2 separate regions of the Mus musculus genome follow, and region 1 is linked to region 2. The links are chromatin contacts, called in public HiChIP or PLAC-seq maps. All regions are on one chromosome and are shown on one strand. Each heading gives the region's core, a stretch centred on a gene start, on an enhancer-like site or on the middle of the called end of the contact. The rest is flanking DNA. Distances are from core to core; before and after follow the strand shown.

Region 1 (6,804 bases), core at 3,770-6,269, 290 kb before region 2:
CATTTAGCAGAAGTCAGTGTTATCTTTCTCTTCCTTTTTTAAGGCATAAGAAATCTGTTAGCAAAGCCTACAACACCTTAAGAACAGAGTCATATCCAGTGTTTGGACCTCCTAGAAATCCAAGGATGAATCCTTCAATCGATCAACAGTTAGGAGCCCACAAAGCTCTTCCTAAGGACTAAAGTTCAGCAACCAGTACTCACATTAGGCTTCTTCCCCCTTTCTGGTCTTCAAGGGTATCAAAACACATTGCATACAAATATGCAGACCCATACACATAAAGGAAAAGGAATCTTTAAAAGGATGAATCATATTATAAAAAAGGCAGCCACGCATTGTAGCAGACACCTGGAATCTCATCACGCAGGAGACTGAGGCAGAAGACTCAGGAGTTCCAGGCCACCATTGGCTCTAGAGTGAGACCCTGTCTAAAATAGCAACAAAAATTGGTTATCGTGTAGCTATGTCTACTTTTTTGTGTGTACTTGTATGTGTGGTATGCATATGCATGTGTGCAAACACATGAATGTATACAGGCACATGTATGTATAGAGGCCAAGAGTTGATATTAGGTGTCTCTCTCACTAGTTCTCATCCTATATATTCAGTGAGGGTCTCTCATTTGAACCCAGAGCTTGATCAATTTTGCCCATTTAAGTAGCCATCTTGCCCAGGGCATTCCCCGTCTTTGCCTCCCAATTACTAGAATTAGAGGCAGGTTGCCATGCCCACCTAGCTTTACATGAGAACTGGGGATCCAAACGCAGTTCATATGCTTGCATGCCAAGTTCTCCCAAATCCATCTCCACTTTTAAGAGGACACATTCCTTAACCCTCACTCCTCATTTCATGCATAGATGCATTATTCTTTTCCTCCTCAGTCATGCCACATGCTTTCCTAAAGCTTCCTGTCAACACAGTTTCAACTTTGTCTCCCATTCTCACATGCATGTCTCATCCATGTTAAATGAACAAACCTCGCCTAGCCATGCACAAATGGCAGCGCTCTACCAATCTCACGGTTTGTTCCCTCTCTTCTGACTGCTCTGATTGAATCTTTCTTCTCCTAAGTAGAATTCTTTTGGCAACATATAGCAGTACTTTCATAGTAGCACCTTGAGAAACAAAATTAGAAAGTATAATTCTTGAAATCTACTGGATATCTTAGCAAGCATCTTCTGAGATTTTATGTAGTCCTCATTTTATTCTTTCTCCATCAGCCTTAATGGCTTCAAAATGGAGTGGCATACTCTCCTCAAGAGACAAGAGTTGCACAGTAATGCACACATTACTGCCGTTACCCCTCAGTGGTCATAAAGGCATTCTCCAGGGAAAGGGTGAAGGCTCAAAATAAATCCCCAGCCATGTCTTTTGCCCAGGATGATAGGCCAAGGCCAGTATGAACTGCCTACTACTTCATGGGCTGACTTCCTCAGATCACAGGGTCAGAAGAGCATAGCAGCCACTGCCTTTGTGACATCTGAAAGCCCTTACTTCGGCTGTGTGCTCCCAAGGGCTTCCTATTGTTTTTTTTTTCCATACAAAAACAAAAAAACAAAAAGACAAAACACAAAAAAAACCTTCACTGTTTATCAAGGAAAAGTGACATTTTAACTTAAAAACCTGAAATAAGTGCGTTTTTTTAATCTTTTGGAATGTTGAAACTGCCTTTTCTAAGACTAAAGCAATAAGATCGATTGCCTTAAGAAATTCATATATTTCAAATGATTGATGTCAAGCAACAATATGGCTATGTAATTAATTAACACGTTCCCCCCATTAACAAGGAGCCTAATGTACTTTTAGTGATAGTAGGCTTGAAGTAATATTGTGCATACATATGTGACTGCAAGATTACATATTTATCTACTTGATAGACTGAGATTTGTTCATGGACTTCCGTTTTCTGATTCATTAAGGAACGAAATGTGCTCACAAATGGCAGTGTTTCAAGATGTTACTAGAATAACAGCCTTTAAGTCATCAGAACTCAAAGAAAGCTGAAGGAAACAATAGCCCCCATCACTTCCTTTAGGATGCAAACGACTTCAATGGCCCAATCAGTCCCCAAAGGAAGTCACCTCAAGGACACAACTTAAGATTGCATGTAGTTCCAGATTCTCTTCTCTACCTGTATATTTAAACACACAAACACATGTTCATATGTATGTATACATGCACAAAAATATGTGCGTTGTACTCAACTGAGATATGTCACATTCATTATTATTTTGGTCTGTCCACTGGTGTGTAACAGAGCTCTTCCAAGCCATATCTGGTAAGCAGTCATTGCATCTGCTGCTTGTATAGCATCTTTCTCTGGATATATTATCATATGTTTAGTAATTTTCTTACCAATAAAACTCTATTTAGAAAACTGTCTTGACCAAAGGTTTCTAAACAATATTTAAATCAAGTTATGAACTCTTGGATAGGAAGAAATGTAAAAATAAATAAATAAACAAATAAATAAGTTTCAACTCCTCCTGGTCATCAAGCCAAGTCAACAGATTGAAAGCAAGCTTTTCTCAGTATCCCTGAGATGGAAAGAGTCCCTAAGTATCACCGAGAGAAAGGCAGGCAATGGGAAAACCTTCATCCTTCTAACATCCTTCAGTTTGCTTGCTGCTACTGCCTCTGCAACCAAGCTCCTGTTGCTGAAAAATAAAACGTTGCATTTATACAGTCTCATTATGCATTAAATAAGGGGGGATTTTAAAGTAAGATGCAATTACCCTAAGTTCAAAACCTAAGGGGGGGGAGGGGGGAGTGTTGCTTAAAAGACAACCTCTGTTGATTGCAAAGAGTTGCCCCTCTACCAAGAAAAAAAAAAAGAAAAAAGAAAAAAGGAAAAAGAAAAGAAAGAAAGAAAATCTGGTGATCAACTTGTAAATTTCTAGACTTTCATCAACTGCATTTGTAGCAATTTAAACCCATTAGAATGCACTCAATCTAGCAGCATTGTTGATAGCAATCTAAATAAACCTGCGACAGACACTGGAAGTAAAAAATACAAAAATAAATAAATAAATAAATAAACCCTTACAAAGCCAAAGACATTTTCCAGAGACTGTCCCAATTCTTAGACATTATCGAGCCATAAATTTGTAAGCTGTTGTTAGTATGGGTTGTTTGCATTGAAAACAACTTGGTTCTTGTAGTGCTGTCTATGACACAGGAGAAACCCTGAGAGTGAACCTAGCCTTAAGATTTCAACACGGGAGAAGCTCCCACCCAGTATAACTAGAGATCTATCTTACTCTTCCTTGAAATACCTGTTTGTACTTTAAGAATCTCACTGAAATTTAAAAAAGAAAAGAAAATGGAAAAAAAAAAAAAGATCAGTGACAGGGATTTTAAAAGAGGCACTGAACACATGAATTATGCAAGTCTGAACTTTCATTTTAATAACATCATTAAAATATAAACACCTTAAAAGCTTCCCGACAGGAATTTAACTTTATAGAATGCTTTCTATGTGGCCTGACCTTGCTCGCCAAGATGCATGCCTACGGCACGGTTTAACAGTCATTACAGGCCAGAGCCTAATAATAAGTAGGTGTCTGAAAATGCCAGTGTTTGTCCCTGCCTCCTTGGCATCCAGTGGAGATGCAAGTCAGCCATGAACAGACCCTCTCCTGAGAGCCACCAGGGTGCAGCAGAAAAGACACAAACTGGCATTGCAAACCCTGAATGGAAAACCCATGACCTTTCAGCCCCTCGGTCTGCTCATCCATAAAATTGGGATATTAAACACAGCTTCATTGCTGAGTTCACAGATGAGGTAACATTAGGTGGAAGTTCTAAGTAGAGAGCATCACAGAGCTGCCTATTATTCTAAGCAAGAGAAAATTCTTCGTTAACTTTTAATATTTTTTCATACCAAAGCTTGATTCAAGGTGTGTGTGTGTGTGTGTGTGTGTGTGTGTGTGTGTGTGTGTGTGTGTGTGTGTTCCTCCATAGCTGATATAACCATGTCTATAAGCTAGCCACATATGTGCATGGTTATTGGATGTTTACAGTAACGTTATTCACAATACTCAAAAAAGTGAAAGCAACTTTGCTAAATGAATGGGCAAATCCCATACAAGCAAGGGAACCACACTTTGTAATGGACACAGACAAACTTGATACACTTGACAGTGTGCATCTAAAGCTACAGAGAAGACAAGGGGGTGATGGAAATGTTCTATGCCTTATATGGTTGGACAGCTTGTCATTGAATTATCCTCTAATGAAGTTACTGAAAAATAAATACAAAATTGGCTCACAGCATTGCTTTTTAAACTATCCCTACTAGGTAACCTTTTAATGAGCGTTTATAGGTCTCATGATATCTGCTCTGCTCTTCCAGCCTTCTCTGTCTTTTCTCCTTTCACTCTCTACATAACCATGAGAGCAAATGAGATTGAAAATAGCAAGATATCATACACTATATCACTCAGCGATATGCAAAATTAAGCCATGTGTCTGTGGTGAGCAGGAAGTACATACAGGACTTTAATGTATGTCTCCTAATTACCTGAGAAGCAGCTATGACAGCATCCAGAAACTAGCCCAGCAAGTTCTCTCCTCTCTTGATAGCATTTAACCATGATCCCCAGCATATTTTATAAGAAGTAAGATAGGATGTATTTCTCAGGATAACTGTTCTTCAGTATCTTGTTGGGAGTTATTTCTAGGCCCAACCCATTCAACTCCAGTGTATGCCCAAAAGCTGAGAATGTTCAAGTTCTATATACAAAGTGATCTAGTCCTTGCAGATCACTGTACACTTCCCATTCTCTGTGGGTATACCTGTCAAGCATGATATAATGTAAATGATGTGCTGACAGTAGCTCTGTTGTACAGCTGAAGGAATGGGGACCGGAAGGAAGAAAAGGGAAAGTCTCTCTATGTTAAGTACAAATGCAGTTTTTGTTCTTGTTTTTTTTTAAATAGGTTCAGTTAAGGGTTGGTTAAACCAATAGGTATGGAGAGGAGACTTGAGTGATAGCCTCAGTTCTCAAAGCCGGTGACTTTGTTGTCTAAGATTCCAGAGCTCTCTTCCAAATTCTTCTCTTATGATAGCACGCCCAGGACAAACTCAGTTAATTGGCCCAGAAGCAGAAGAAAGGAAGGAAGGACAGAGTCTGTGCAGCCCTCATTATCAAGTTGGTATCTGACAGCCAGACCTCCCCTCCCCACTACAGTGAGCCTCTCCCGCACCCCCACCCCACCCCACCCCACCAACCCAATGAGCTAGAATCTGTAGGAACAACATCAATTTGACTAGAAGTGGCAGGGCCTAGTCCCTGAGCAACCCCCTGTTGCCTTGCCTAATAATTTTGCCCCAGCTAATAAATACCTAATTGGATTCAATGAGTCCGCAGTCACTGCGAGATGTTGTTTTGTAACCACATGGGGAGTGGGGAGAGAGAGAGGAAAATAAAGAAGAATAGCACACATCTCAACTCACATCCTTTCATGACCCTCTGACCCTCTTTTAGCTTGTTTTCTTCTCTCTGAAATTTCATTTTCTATAACACACTTGTCCTCGGGCTGTGCCCATCCTAGCAATTCAACCCTTGGAAGAACTCTTTGCTTAGATTGTGCCTCACCCCTCTAGCCTTCATCTAAAGTGAATTGTTCACCTTGCTAATAGAAAAGCCTGTTCTTTTAAAGCATTTACTAAGAACTTAGATATGAACTATGAGGGGAAAAAAAAAACAAAAAACCCTGTGTATTGCTGAGTCCCGAGGTGAGGTAAGATCTTCTCCGTTTCCCTCTTTGATGTGTTATTTAGCTAACTGCCCAAGGTGTCCGCATCTGCACTCTTGAACTGTGTCTCTCTCAAACAACTAGCCAGCCAGTCCCAAGGTTAAATCAACCTTGCGTTGCTAAGGAAGCATTTTCTGTGAAACTATAAACCTGGTGACTATGTGGTAGACTCTAGTGTTAACGTATAACGCTAAGGCCAGCAAACACAAAATTACAAGGTGTATTTCAGCCAGATCCTCAAATGAAAAGCTCCCTACAAATGTATTATGATCAAGGCTGCATTCTTTTCCCCTGGACAAAGACATGTTTAGTATTCACACAATAGGGTTCAGGGCCGGGGAACTAAACTTCATTATGTGAGTTAAAGGTAAGAGAATACTATCCACAAGCTAACTTAAATAGAGAAATATCTATTAAAACTCTCCCCCAGATATCATAACATATATAGATTTTTGACTCATAGCTGCCAGTTGACATTCATGTAGAGCTAATCATTAAAGATGCTAAAACTTAATATTTGCTTGCAAGCAAGGCATCACAATGGATTGTTTTTCATCCTGGGTGAGTCGTCGGGACGAAGCCATTTTTTCGTCGGGACGAAGCCATTTTTTTTGTTTGTTTGCTCTGTTTACATGATCCTTGGCTTTCCCTCCTTGTCAAATTTCAAAATGATTTAACCTGAAATGTAAAACAATAGTGGACTCTGATTATCAACTAGAATTATTCATTTTTAAGATGAGTCTCCAGCCACGGGAGCCCCTGCACCCTGTGCTGAGGGGCCAGGGAGGCTACATTCATTCCTAGTAACACATTTAACTAGAGGGACATTAACTTTCTAAAGCAAGCGCAGCGGGAGATCGGGGTCATGCAGAGGGCAGACACAGCGTCAGCCAAGGAACTATTTGTGGAATTGGAGATGTGTACGCTGCAAAAGAAGAGACTTAAAGCAAACACAACACTGTCTGGAAGAAGTAAGCACTCTGTATTGGAACAGCACGGCTCTGACCTAGAACCAAGAATGGCAAGCAGTGTGGATCCTATCTG
Region 2 (7,211 bases), core at 1,636-4,135:
GTTGGTGTCCTTGGAATCCTTTGGGACAGGTGTGGTAATATGGTTACAGGGTCTCTCTCCACTTTTCTGCAATGGTGCTCAAGGAAGTTCTCTGAAACCCGCCTCTTGCCATCTTTCTCTTACCAGTCTCAGAACAAAACAGATGTTCATGGTGTATTATCTCAAAATTCTCTCCCAATATATTCCAGTCAGAAAGAGTTGTATCAAACCTCCTAATACTACAAGATATCTAACACTGACATTTCTCAAGGGAGGCTAGGATCTGCATGTAGAGATGACTCAATTCAAAAATCCATTATGTCAAAGGTTTGCAAGCCAGCTCTCTTTAAGTCTTTTAAAGCTTTTAAAGTTTAGTTCAAATTTGACCCGCTTAAACTGCTTTATTTTTTATTAATTATAAACACAGGACCAAAGTTGTAAAAACTTAAGTGCATGTGTGTTCATGTATGTGCAATGTCTGTGTGTGGCCAGATGACCACCTTAAGTGTCACCCTCAAAAATGTCAAGTGCCTTCTTTGAGGCCTGAAGCTAACCGATTAGGCTAGACGGGCGGGCCAGTGAGCCCCAGGGCTCTCCCTGAAGTCCCCTCTCCAGCTCTGAGATAACAAGTGGCACCATATTTGGCCTTTTACGTGGGTTCTCAAGATAGAACGCAGGTGTTCCTGCCTGTGAGGCACTTTACCCTCTGAACATCTCTCTGGTCCACATTCTAACCGCTGAGGGACATTAAAGCACTAACCTGGACTATAGAGTTATCACAGTAGCTCTTTTCATTGTTGGACAGGGTAGCAATACACTTAAAATTAGGTTAATACACATTCTTTCAGGTGCACTATAACTACGCTAGAGCCCAAGTAAGACACATTTATTAAAAACTACGGGCTAGGTACAATCTGATCAGGAACGATCTGATCACAGTCCAAGAACCATGACAAAGTAGGCCAAAGGTCCTGATGTTGTCTAACACAGCCTCAGGGAGGCTGGTTTTGAGTCCTACAGTGTGTGTGTATGTGTGTCTCCTATGAGCTTATAGAAATGCTATTTTTCTTTTTATATATTTGGCATTCTACACACATGGTCACTGACAAGAAAACATACCACGACTATCAAAATTGCCCATCTTACCATGGAACGTTAGCTTCAACTGACAGCTGAAAAAAAATTCTTTTGGAAGACTATGAAAAGAATCTTGCCAGGTATGGTGGCGCACACCTTTAATCCCAGCACTCGGGAGGCAGAGGCGGGCGGATTTCTGAGTTCGAGGCCAGCCTGGTCTACAGAGTGAGTTCCAGGACAGCCAGGGCTACACAGAGAAACCCTGTCTTGAAAAAAAACAAAACCAAAAACAAACAAACAAACAAAAAAAAAAAATCAAGAATCTTTTTTTTCCCCTACACAGGAATATGAAATCTTTTACAAGCATTATTTACTTTTGGCCAAGTTCAGAATCTGCATCAAGGAATCAACTAGCTGTTTGAGTACTACACACATAAATCTACCACTCAAATGCTATAGGTTATCACATTACAGAAATAAAATTTAGCCCTTCTGGACTTTGGGTTCATACACACACACACACACACAGGCACACAGTTTTAGTACTTTGTAATCTGGTTATTTTGTAGGCACAAAATAGCAATGTAACATGTATTATTTACTCCAGAAAAGACACTGCCATTTACATGGAAATTAGGCAGAGATGCTTTCCAAAACCAAACAATTTAGTATGGTGATACTGGAAGAAAATAAGTAATATGTCATTCTAATCCTAGTATTTCTGCACAGTATTACTTATATGTATGTTATCCCTGCTGCACATCTGTATTCAGGAAACACTTACATAGCAGAAAACAGAGTCATAGAAAAGACTATCAGCTATCTTTTTTTTTTTTTTTTTTTTTTTAGATTTATTTATTTATTTATTATATGTAAGTACACTGTAGCTGTCCTCAGACACTCCAGAAGAGGGCGTCAGATCTCGTTACGGATGGTTGTGAGCCACCATGTGGTTGCTGGGATTTGAACTTCGGACCTTCGGAAGAGCAGTCGGGTGCTCTTACCCACTGAGCCATCTCACCAGCCCCGACTATCAGCTATCTTTTACCTTTGTAATAAGTTTTCTATGGGAAGACAGGTCTGGTGGACAGTTAATACCTGCTCCTAGCATTTGCTTTGTGTGCTACATATAAGGTCAAAGAAAGTCCACAGAGCTATGTGGCCTTTAGGAAAGAGGGACCTTCACAACCAAACACAAGGAGGAGCCAGGGAGACTCCACAGAGGGGAAGGAGGACTGTGGGAGCCAGATTGGTCAAGGACACCATGATGACTGAAATGAAAAACACAAGATCCTGTATGGGTCTGAGCTAGGTCCTCTGCATGTATGTGATGGTTGTGTGGCTTGGTGTTCTGTGGTATTTCCAACGTGGAAATCTTTCCTCTTACTGGGCTGCTTCACCCAGCCTTGATATGAGGATATGTAACTAGTCTTACTGCCAGGCCTCGCGCAGTGGATATGCCTGGGACCTCTGCTCCTTTTTTCTTTCTGGAAGGGAAACAGAAGAGGAGCTGACCTTGGGGAGAAGGGAGGAGGGAGAGACTGGGGGAAATGGAGAGAGGGGAAACTGACTGTCAGTTAATGTCAGTTTCAATTTATGAGAAAAGAATAAAAGTTAAAAAGAACGTAAAGCAAAGAGAAGAATCTGGCTTTCTGCACATTTTCTCTTGGCATCAGAAGCCATGGCTGTCTCAGGTAAGGAAGACTAGCCAGGAAGACTAAATGGCAATACAATGTATTTTCTCTCTTGCTTATCTGAGACAGGGCCTCCTGTCGTCTAGGCTGGCTTCAGGCCTGCTGTGTAGTTAAGAAAAACCTTGAACACTCGATGGACCTTCCAGCCTGTACTGTTCAGTTGCTCAGCTTGTAGGCACGTGCTTCCAGGCCCGGCCGTGGAAATAGAGTTTTGGGTAAAAGAAGCCCAGTGATGAGCGACCCCCACATCACTCTTCACGGGCATCTTCTCTGAGATGCGTCTGCAGATTCTCTCTCCCCTTCCCTTGGCTTTCAAGACAGTCGTATCTGAAATGTTTTTCTTCATTTTAAAAACAAGAGCAACCCAGACAATGCTGTGAACAAAAATACACAAAGTGCTGGAAATCCAGAGAAAAGAACATGGTTTACTTCAGGTTCCTGCCCAAAGGCCCACATGAGAAGTTAAAAGCGCAACTCAGCCACCTCGAGCTGTGCGGGTGGACTGAACCCTCGAGAAACCCAAGATGGAAAATAATGGTAGTGGAAAGGATTTAAAATTTCAGTGGAATAGTATCTTTGTGTATGTTCTTATGCCTGAGTCTAGAGCTAAGGAAAAAACCAGAAGTTTAGTTTTTAAACACTGCAAATGTTTATGGAAATGGAATCTCATGCTACAAAGCAACTATCTTGAATCTTAATTACCATTATTTTTGTCCACTTGGCATAAAAAAACTAGCTCTCAGATTCTGCATACAGACAGCTTTATGTAAAATACATAAACATTTGTCCAAATTGGTACACAGATTGCATAAATATGGCAGTTAAGTTCGCATTTACAGATGAGCATGTACATTGCTGTGCAAATTATCACAATATTACAATTTCAAAAATTATTCAAACTGTTATCCAAGTAAAGCATTTAGTGAAAAAATACCCATGCAGAATTTAAATATCTCAGAACAAGATTTAAACTGTTTTCATTAAAAGTTCACACATTTAAAATAGTTTTATTCATTTTATTTGTATATGTCAAAATACATTTTTATTTCCAAAATAGTGGGTTTTGCAACTAGTTTCATGCAGAAATAAGGTCTGCTCAGTCCTACCAATAAAGTCAATATAGCACAGTAGCTGTTCAACTTTAGATACAAAGAATAAATAACCTAAATACAAAACACTAAAATATTAGAAACACGCATTTACTCATTCTTCTCAGGCATCCAGACTTCACAGATACAAACCACAGCATGCCTAACTGTTGTGCACCCAGAACACGCTGCAGTCACTCACACTGATCAACTAGCCGCATAGTTTACCTCCTCACTAGACCGTGAAATACTCTGTTTTCAGACCCACCATTCATACAGTTCAAATATAACCAAAAATAAATCCTCACACCTATCCTTGTACCTTTAAAAGAATCCTGAGCTTGGTAGTAAGAGTATAACCTTATATCCTCATAAAACCAATCAAGAGAGAGGACTTAAATTCTACTTACCAAAACACCCTTTCCCATCCCCGAAGTAATCTAAAATAGGCAGTAGAACACAATGACCTTTTAAAATGGAAGGGTACAAATTCACATTTAATATAGTATACAATACACTCAATAATACAGTCAGCTACTATACGCTTTAAATGTACAATTTATTCGAATGGCTGAACTGTTCAATGGTTAAGGAGACAGTTATGTGCCAGGAAGATGTAATATATATATATTTTTTGCATGGTTTGATGAAAATATAAAAGTTATTTGTCCAAATAAAAGCCACTTTCATTATGGACTTCATTTTGCTTAGTTTTTTCCTTAAAAAAAGGCCACTGAAATGTATAAAAACGGTCTGAACATGGTGGTGGGATCAGAGTTGATGCCCCCTCACATGGCAATAACAGTGCACTTAACACCACTCACAGATTTAAGTCTGCAAAGGATCTCCTAGCACTACTGTGGCTAGCACAACAGTTTCAGACAGCACTCAGATAAATATAGGCGTGTGAAATGTGAAGCGATTCTCTACTTTGTAATCAGGTCTGACTACTACCGAATGAAAAAAAAAGCAAAGCAGTTTACAGTAGAAAAGCTTGGAAGGGGAGGTCCCATAAACCGCAGAATCTTTCAGGTCCTCCTGCCCACTGTGAGCGAGCTCTGCTCTAAAGACCTTTATGGAGTAGCCCACTGTGCACTGCAGACATCTGAATTAAGAAAATAGTCAAGCATGCCATGTGGTGGTCTAAAAATCAAAACAATACACTTATTTATATATACAGCGTCACTCAGTACCTGCTAAAATGAATGTGAAAAGTACAGCATCTAGCATCTTATACTACAATAAAAAACAAAAAGTGACAGATGAGGGCAGAAGATAGGACTGGAAAGATCAAATTTCAATGGACGTTAAAGCACTCATGTAAGAAATAAATGCGTATTGCACAAACAGTGACAGCAAGTGTCCCACCACAATTCAGTTCCAGGTGGGAGAGAACACGTCAGCCTAACACGTGACAAGACGCTCAGAAGAGCCAAGTTTTCTGTAAATGAGAAGGCTGTGAACATAGAGAGACTCTGACACATGAAGAGTTAGAAGGAAAAAAAAAATACAAACCCAAACTCAGATGGAAAGCAAACAATTTAAATATTGAGAAACTAGAAACTGTGGCACATCAAAAAGAAAAAAGAAAAAGAAAAAGAAAAAAAAAACCCAACAACAAAAAAACCTGTTGACTAACTGTCTTCTGTGAGAGCTGGAAGTTTTTGTTGACACAAAAGTATTTATATACAACTAAGGCTTACGGGTTAAATATCTGAGGCATATCTGGCCTTGAACACTTTCTTTATTTGCTGGAGCTGTAAACAAGTTTTCTCAGTCATTGAAAAAAAATCTTCTCAGCAGCTGCTTTAACATGAAACAATGGTCTTGATAACCAACGGGGTGGGCAGAAAATTAAACGAAACAAAACTCCTAGATAAGAGGGCGTTTGGCAGGATATCGGAAAATGACAGTCTCCCGTGAGTTCTTTCCTCCGGCGTCCAGTGACTGCCACTGTGGTCCACTGGGGAGTGTGCAAGTCCTGCTGCTTTGCTTCTCTGCCTCCTGTCCTACTTGGAAAGTTTGCTTATAACTCTGATCAAGGCTCCATTTTCATCCTTTAGCCTCTGGTTGTCTGCCTTTAAGTCTGGTAACATCTATGAGGAGACAAACAATACAAGGGAAGAGTTCCATTTCAGTACAAAGGACAAAGCGAGCTTCTGCACAAATGTCACAAAGTCACCACAAAACACATGACCAAGCTTTGTCAGTTAATGTGTTTCTAAAGCCTAAGACATATACCAGAAGGAGAAAACACTGCTTATAAGCTAATTAGTTTGATAAACGATGGGATGAAAGTTTAACTCTCAAAATTATCCGCTTGAGTCCACTAGACTACTGGATTTTGACTCGCAAGCATGTTGTATTAGAGCAGCCGTGAAATGGAGCCTGTTGTTAGGCAGAATTGTATCGTAAGCTCCTTCCCTAGCTCCTGACAGCACTAAGCCAGAGGACACTACCACTAAACAAAGACCCCAGCTTAACTACAAAAGCCAGGACTCCTTCTGAATATAATAGCATTTCTTAAAGAACTCATCTACAGGACCCAAGTCTGATGGCCTAATAGTGTCTGATCAAAGAGAGGCACGCATTAAATGGAAATCATCAATGTATATAGAGTAGTATATATTTAAAAAAAAACAATTCAATATTCTCTTGCTGCACAGACAAATTGAAGGCGAGGGTGATGTTAGAAACTACATTAACTTTCTACTGAGGGCAACTGAAACTATGCACTTTGGCAGACTGACTAGGAAATGAAATAGTTTTTATTTTGGACATTAAGATGTATTTTCCAGAAGTATTTAATTCTTTTTTTTTCTTTCTTTTTTTTTAGTTTTCAGAATGTCCTGTGACACTGGTATATTAGGGAGAGCAAAAATGGAACTTGCAACACTACTCATGCCAGCCACACCTACGAGAAGAGTGACCCCTACAGAGAGCCACACATAGTTCTCCCTGAGCTCAGTGTCCAGGGGTAATCCAGAGCCTCGAGGCTGCCATCGGGACTGTAACGGACAGTGAAGATAGGATGAACTGAGCACAAGTGACACTATTTTCTAAGGCAGACATAGTTGGCCCAATCTTTAGGTTAATTTGGATGTTACTTTGTATTTCATAAATGACAATAAATAGTAGATATATCTAAATTATGTTTGAAGCAAAAGAAATCTGAGTGGGCAGAGGAGTCTTAATTCCTAACCCAGTCCCTAATTTTACTGTGGTTTATCAGTTGTGATATACAATTAGTGATAATTTTAAAGTTCTGAGAAGCCATGCAGAGTTAAACAGTTATGTATGTGATAGTTCTACACACATGTATTAATTTGTAGTTGTGAGCTTTTACGAAAACACGCTTACTAACAGACACACC

What was found. HiChIP or PLAC-seq counts read pairs in DNA pulled down with a chosen protein or histone mark.
Region 1: an H3K27ac HiChIP or PLAC-seq map of embryonic stem cells shows a contact between it and region 2, with 7 read pairs. The contact joins two enhancer-like sites. A contact is called at or near these places in 1 of 484 Hi-C or Micro-C datasets (embryonic stem cells), 9 of 115 datasets of contacts at active chromatin or transcription factors (all in embryonic stem cells) and 1 of 9 other capture datasets (pancreatic islet).

What each region holds. Positions count from the first base shown.
Region 1 is chr10:108,568,181-108,574,984 of GRCm38.p6, reverse strand. The region is part of intron 9 of Syt1 (synaptotagmin I); the gene reads left to right. Among named protein-coding and RNA genes, the nearest start is that of Gm36601, 120 kb to the right of the region's middle. Within about 2 kb of position 5,019, at least 55 of the 459 cell types and tissues checked have an H3K27ac peak or open chromatin away from gene starts, as enhancers often do. A contact at or near this core is called in embryonic stem cells, where this site is marked.
Region 2 is chr10:108,275,930-108,283,140 of GRCm38.p6, reverse strand. It overlaps Ppp1r12a (protein phosphatase 1, regulatory subunit 12A), which reads right to left. Exons shown (of 25, transcript NM_001368736.1): 25 at 3,156-5,934. The coding sequence ends at 5,848. Among named protein-coding and RNA genes, the nearest start is that of Pawr, 53 kb to the left of the region's middle. Within about 2 kb of position 2,885, at least 8 of the 459 cell types and tissues checked have an H3K27ac peak or open chromatin away from gene starts, as enhancers often do. A contact at or near this core is called in embryonic stem cells, where this site is marked.